Regions from separate parts of the Gossypium hirsutum genome. Here region 1 is linked to region 2. A link is a contact called in public Hi-C data. All regions are on one chromosome and are shown on one strand. Each heading gives the region's core, a stretch centred on a gene start, on an enhancer-like site or on the middle of the called end of the contact. The rest is flanking DNA. Distances are from core to core; before and after follow the strand shown. Region 1 holds the start of LOC107916034 (acyl-CoA-binding domain-containing protein 6). Region 2 holds the start of LOC107913654 (E3 ubiquitin-protein ligase MIEL1).

Evidence for each region. A called contact is a pair of places that touch in the nucleus more often than the background predicts.
Region 1: a contact with region 2 is called in a Hi-C map of leaf, with 2.7 times the contacts expected there. The contact joins the promoter of LOC107916034 here to the promoter of LOC107913654 in region 2. A contact is called at or near these places in 2 of 34 Hi-C or Micro-C datasets (callus and leaf).

The regions. Positions count from the first base shown.
Region 1 is chrD10:48,905,494-48,908,588 of Gossypium_hirsutum_v2.1, reverse strand. LOC107916034 (acyl-CoA-binding domain-containing protein 6) reads right to left here and starts at 1,358. Exons shown (of 16, transcript XM_041102437.1): 1 at 1,283-1,358; 2 at 807-896; 3 at 513-594; 4 at 129-272. The coding sequence starts at 844. LOC107915907 (monothiol glutaredoxin-S2) reads right to left here and starts at 2,987. Exons shown (of 1, transcript XM_016845095.2): 1 at 2,345-2,987. The coding sequence starts at 2,881. The coding sequence ends at 2,573.
Region 2 is chrD10:48,601,214-48,604,627 of Gossypium_hirsutum_v2.1, reverse strand. LOC107913654 (E3 ubiquitin-protein ligase MIEL1) reads left to right here and starts at 1,414. Exons shown (of 12, transcript XM_016842305.2): 1 at 1,414-1,764; 2 at 1,860-1,947; 3 at 2,090-2,146; 4 at 2,260-2,292; 5 at 2,388-2,465; 6 at 2,576-2,619; 7 at 2,715-2,755; 8 at 3,202-3,284; 9 at 3,363-3,414. The coding sequence starts at 1,712.

The sequences.
Region 1 (3,095 bases), core at 109-2,608, 300 kb before region 2:
CAAGGAACACGGAAATATTTCAGCATTTCCGTCATAACCGATATACAAAATTTGAATTAAGTCATTAACCCTAAGATATGAAGCAATCAGACAATTGGAAAACATCGATAGACATATATATATATTACATTAAAGCGTGGCTCAGGCGTTTCTCCAGCAACTGACAATACCATCCAATTCTCGGAGTTCCCTGATGAATTAATCACAGGGGCAGGAGGACAGTGGGATTCAAGTTCATCAGAATGATTAACAGCAAGCATAGCAGACTCAACCTGAAACACATTAGAAGGCTTTAGCAACTTATACACGCTATGTTCCTTGGACTCTTCATTTTCTTTAAGTACTCATATTGGAGGCATGGGGAGATGAACTCCAAATATATGAAAAAACATAGAAAAATCTAACCATACGATAACGTATGATAGCCATATCCAACACACCGAGACCGAGTAATATATTATACACATGCCTACTGTTACAAAACCGAAATTCAAACATGTCAAAAGCCTCACATTTGGATTGTTGCTTTGTTTGGGCGGTCTCATAGGACTTTTAATTCCATTGGCGGACTCTGAAAGCTGTACTTTCTTCACTCTAAATCAAAACAAAAAATATACTAAAAATAAGTGAACAATGTTCAGCAACAAAAGGTCTTCTTCATGAAAACAAAAGATGTGGGATTTGGGGAAATATTTAATCAAGTTTGCATACTTTATCCACCAAGTTTCTTCATTGACAAAAAGGTAAAAAGAACATAAATTTAAATAAAAAATAGAAAATGATATATATGGGAAGAAGAAACTGACCTGCCAAGCTTCATGCGTCTACGAGAAAAGCTAAACATTTTCACCAAAGCAAAGCAAAACTCTTTCAATCAAAAACCAGGAAATAAAGCCCTAAAATTTCCACAAAAAATGAAGCTACATTATCATCAAGACTAAAACAACAAAAAAGCCTAACACTTCATTTATCAAAGTTCTGTTTTTTATTTTTATTTTTCTAAAAAAAACAAAGTACAATCGGGTCATATGTTAAACCTGAGACAAAAAGGTTTGACCTTTAAACTTGGACTTGAGCTGTTTGAGAATAAAAAAAAAGGAAAATGAAATAAAATTAATGGGCCATTGAGGAAATGAAGGTAGATGAGGAAGAAAGTAGTTGAAGCATTAGCTTGAGAGTGTGAAAGACCACTAAGAAGGTGCAATTATGCAAATGGGGTTTCATTGAAGAAGTGAACTGTACTTCTGCAAATAGTGATGATAGAGAGAGAGAGACAAAGTACCGGGTCGTCTTGTCCTGTTGTGTTTTGTTTGATTTATGAGATCCTTTGCCAAGATTTGCTTTGGAAGGTCCCTCTAACAACCTATAGATAATAGTGGTAGCTAGCTACTTAGCTTAATACCATGAAAATTAAAACTATGTACTAAAAACTTAAATTACAATTAAAATGGAAACAAAGAAGTTACTTTCATTCCAACTACCCACTTTCTTTTCCAGTTTTTACTATTTCCATGAGGGTGACTGAGGACGAGTGAGAAATAACATGGGAAATTTGAATAAGTTTCTGTGTCAAAAAAGATGGCAAAAATAAAGAGACCATGTTAAAAAAATACGTGTAGTTTTGTTGTTTAGTGTAAAGCTTTGGATGGTCGAGCCTCGAGGCATTTAATGGCGAGCGGCAGTGGGCTCCATTAAAAAGGATCCATCTCTCTCGGGAATTGCGTGCGGCTGCCATCACTGCCTCTGCCTGCTACAACTTTTCATCACACTGTACCTTTTTCTCTCTATACATTATCAATCCTGGCCCATTTACTCCAGAAATTTTGCAACCCAAATCCATTTATCTTTTTCGAAATGCCCATTTATATACTTCCAAGTATTATTTTCACAAGTTTTCGCTACAAATATTAATGCTCTTGATGTTGATATATTTTATAGTTGTGAACTTGAGATTTTTTCAAGTCTACTTATATAATAAATTATTAATCCAAACTTTAAATTTATTTATTATATTTTAATTTAAAAAATATATTTATATTATTTTTAATTTAGTATTTAATATTTTTTTATTTTTTATTTATAAAATTTTATATATAGACATCTTAACATTTTTTAAATGTTTATATTAAAGTAGTATATAAAGCTATAGATTTAATTTTTTATATATTATAAATTACCTAATATATAAAAAGAACATAATATAATATATTGCAAAGTTAGAAAAATGAGTTGGGCCAGGCTCGATCTTTGAATATTTTGATATTTTAAATTAATTTAAACTTTTTTTTAAGTCTCAAATTTCAAAGGATTATTTACCGTTTGTTAGAAAGACAAAAGACTAATGTAAATGTAAATCGCAACTTTTATTACTCAAAAAAACATAATTAGTACATTACCAAATAGATAACATACCCACTCACTAAGAGAAGTCGTTAATTAGTAGTGCTTACTGTTAATTAGACCTGAAATCTACACTCTCATGGATCTAATTTATGTGATTATATATAATAATATATAATAATCACAATTTTATTAGTGCCTTGGCATGCAAGTTAGTGGATTAATTTTTGGATTAAACCCAAAGTGCCCCAACTCTTCTAAGCATTGGAATTAAGGATCGATTAAGATGAAGACTCATGACCTCATTAGCTCCACCAACGAATTCACCACCAATGAAGACGGCTGGGACAGAAGGGTTGCAACCGAGCCTCGAAAGAGTTTGTTCGATTTCACGCCCTCTAGAAATCTCATCGAGTTCGTGAACCGCAGGGTTGACACCAAAGTCGTAGAAAAGGGTTTTGATGGTGTGGGACATGCAACACGAACTCTTGCTGAAGATCACCACTGGCTTCTCGGATGCCAACTTTGTCACTCTCTCCATTTGATATACTACGCGGAAAACAATGCCAAAAGTTAGGAAGGGTTTTGCAAGTGAGAGGCTAAATGTATAGCTGTTGTTGAGATTGTGAGGTGCTTTGAATGCTCAACACCCACTGGTTTATATAGGGTTTTTGAGGAATCTGGTGGTGTTTGGTCGGCAAGAAAGCTAGTTTCCCTTTTTTGTTGGAAATGAAAATGAAAAAATAAAAGGAAAA
Region 2 (3,414 bases), core at 165-2,664:
TTTATTTTGTTATTTTAACATGCACATTTTATTACCTTCATCCGTTGTCTCTATCTATACTATTATTTAAGTGATTGGGCACTAACTCAATTAGGGAAATTACGGAAAGCTTGTTAAGAAAATTACAAAAATATTTTTTCATAATTAAAATATGTTATATTATTCTATGGTACTTTAATGTTTTTATTTTTAATAAAGAAAATGCATATGATCGGCATTTGAACCCACGCTAATTAGATTGATAAAATATTAAATTTATTACTTAAACAAAGCTTTATTTTGATCTATTTTATACATTTTTATTTTAATATACACAATTCATTATCTCTATCATTTATCTATACTATATTAATAAAATCTCGTATTGGGTTGGTCTTATGAGGCAACCGAGCACCAACACTGTTAGAGAAATTACAAAAATATCATTTTATATTAAAATAAGTTATATTATCTAAAGGCATTTTAGTTTTTTTTATTTTACTCACAATTTAATCTAATTTTTTTATTTTAATATCGTACATATTTTATATGTTATTATAATTAATTAATTTTAAATCATACGTTTCATTATTTATTAGATATTATTTTTAAACATACAACTATATTCTAAATCATCATTAGTTTCTACGTGCATACGAATATAATAAAATTTGTAATAATAATTATTATTGTGTTTTGTGACCATCAACATGAACTCTACCGCTCATAAATAATGTGTTAAAATAAACAAAATTTGAATTAAACTAATTTTACTTTAGGGTTTATTCTATTTAATTATTATTATGCCTAAATTTAAATACATTTAAAAGTTCATTAGTCGAGCGACGTAATTTTTAATGTAAATCCAAAACTCAAAAGTTTTTTGTCACTTAAAAAGGAAATTATATTTATCAATTTTTTTTAATTTTTCATTAATTTATCACTAAAAGATTCCTTTTTTTAACTTAATAAACTAAAATATGAGATTAATGATAGTAATAATATTATATAAATAAGAAAAGTTAAATCGCAAATTAAATTGAAAATGTAATCAATGTATTTTAATTTAGTAGAATTTAAATTTTTTATTCTAGTCTCTATGTTTCTATTCATACCTCTCAATGATATCATCTCTAACCTTTGAATCTAGATTTTTTTTTCTGAAAAATACTCAACCTGTTATTCATGTTTTTCTTTGGATAATGCAATAAGGAAAACCATAATTCAGGTTTTAAGTTTAATCAATTGATATGAAGGAAGAACAATTTTTGGATTCAGCTTCAAGTTGAATGGAAACAAAAAGCGCTTGCACATGTTTGTTAAAATGCCCCCCAAAAGAAAAATTACGGACTGAAACACGATTCGCTGACACTGCGGCGACTGGTCCCTTTCTCTTAAAGTCATCACTGGCAGGCACTCCCCCCACCTTATCCTTTCTCTGTCTCTCTCTCCCAACAGAATCTCATTATTTCTATTATTCAATAATTACTATTGCCTTTTAATGTAAGATAGCTATTGTTATATTAAATATATATATTTTTATATATTTATATAAACGAGTGCCCCTTTGAAGGCGGGGGTTGGCATTCTTTTCTCTTCATTTAAGAATCCACGACAATCCAAGAAAATTTAGATCCCATCTTCCAATTCAGGAAACCCCCTCTTCTTTCTGGGTTTCCTCTGGATAATCCGAGAAGAAAAGAACAAAATTTGTCTTCCAATTCTCCTGGAGATGGAGGCCTCTTCAGCCAATGAACGCCTTCATTTTGGGAAGATGGGATATGGGTATCTCTTCTTTCTTCTTATCCCTTTTTTGTTTTTTTTTTTTGGGTCTTTTCCATCAATGATTCATTGGGTTTGTTTGTTTTTGCTTTTTATAGATGCCAACATTATAGGAGGAGATGTAAGATTCGAGCTCCCTGTTGCAACGAGGTTTTTTGGTGTCGCCATTGCCACAATGAGGCTTCGGTATTCGTTTTCGTCATTTTTTCTGCATCCCCCCCCTTTTTTTTTCTATGTTTTAAGCTGAAAGTTCCCTCGTTTCTGACTGTTTATGCAATTTCTTGTTCTGCGTATTCATTGTATTTGGATTCACTTATTGGTTCTTCAGAGCATGTTAAAGAACCCCATGGACAGGCACGAGATTGTTCGCCAAGACGTTAAACAAGTACGAAATTGAAAATCGCTGTGTTTTTCTTTTCTTTCAATTTATTGTCTTTCTCTTTTCAAGTTAATCATGTTAATGATATGTGCTTTTCGTGCCAATTTGTTTCTGTGTAGGTTATTTGTTCGGTTTGTGACACAGAGCAGCCGGTTTGTGTTTCAGATTTGTATCTTTTAAGACACAAATGGACCCTTTTCTTTGGTTTATGTTTTCACTTTTGGTGTTGGTTTTTTATGTTGCGTAGGTCGCTCTACTTTGTTCAAATTGTGGTGTCAACATGGGAGAATATTTCTGTGCAATTTGCATGTTCTTTGATGATGATGTAAGTACTTAAGATATAAGGAATGGATAGGCGTTTGATCCTTGTGTGTTTTACTATATAATGTTTATTTCTTTCCATTAATGTTTACTGTTCGGTTACATCTGATGCAGACCGAGAAGGAGCACTTTCATTGCCATGATTGTGGGATCTGCAGGTTATTTACCAAGTTTTAAGCATATATGGCTATTATTTTCATCTTGATTGCTTGAATTCAAGCTATGAGACTTAATCGAATGATTTTTGATACAGAGTCGGAGGTCGTGATAACTTTTTTCATTGCAAAAAGTGCGGTATGTACTTAACACCTTTATATCCCATTTCTTACCTTATCATGCTTGGTTCTAAGTTCTTAGATTCAATCCCATTCTTTTACTTTGTAATGGTATTTGTGGCTGATTTTTTATTTCATATTCAGTCGTATTCAATAATTTGCATTTCTCATTGGGTTGTTTTGAACTATTCTGGATTTTGCTGTCATGCACTTTCATAATCGTTCTTGTTTTTGTTCATCCTTGTTCTCAGTACGCCATACTTATGACTTCATTTCCATGTTTACATTCTTCTGCTTTGATTTAGAACTATACTATTTTGATGTGAACTCACCGAAAACATCAGTCAACCGTGTTTTGAGGAGTTTAAACATTGAATTCCATCCCCTGCTTACAGTATCTGTTTTATTCAATGCTACATCTATTTGTTTTGCACAATAACCACACGTACTTACACCACTGGGCAGGGTCTTGCTATGCCATTGCGTTGCGAGATAATCATTTGTGCGTGGAGAACTCGATGCGGCATCATTGCCCCATATGTTATGAGGTTCATCTTTTCTACTTCCTTCAATTGTATTTAGCAAGTATTTGTATCCGCTAATAGTGGATTGTATTGTTTCTCCAGTACCTATTCGATTCGTTGAAAGATACGACTGTGATGAAATGCGGTCACACGA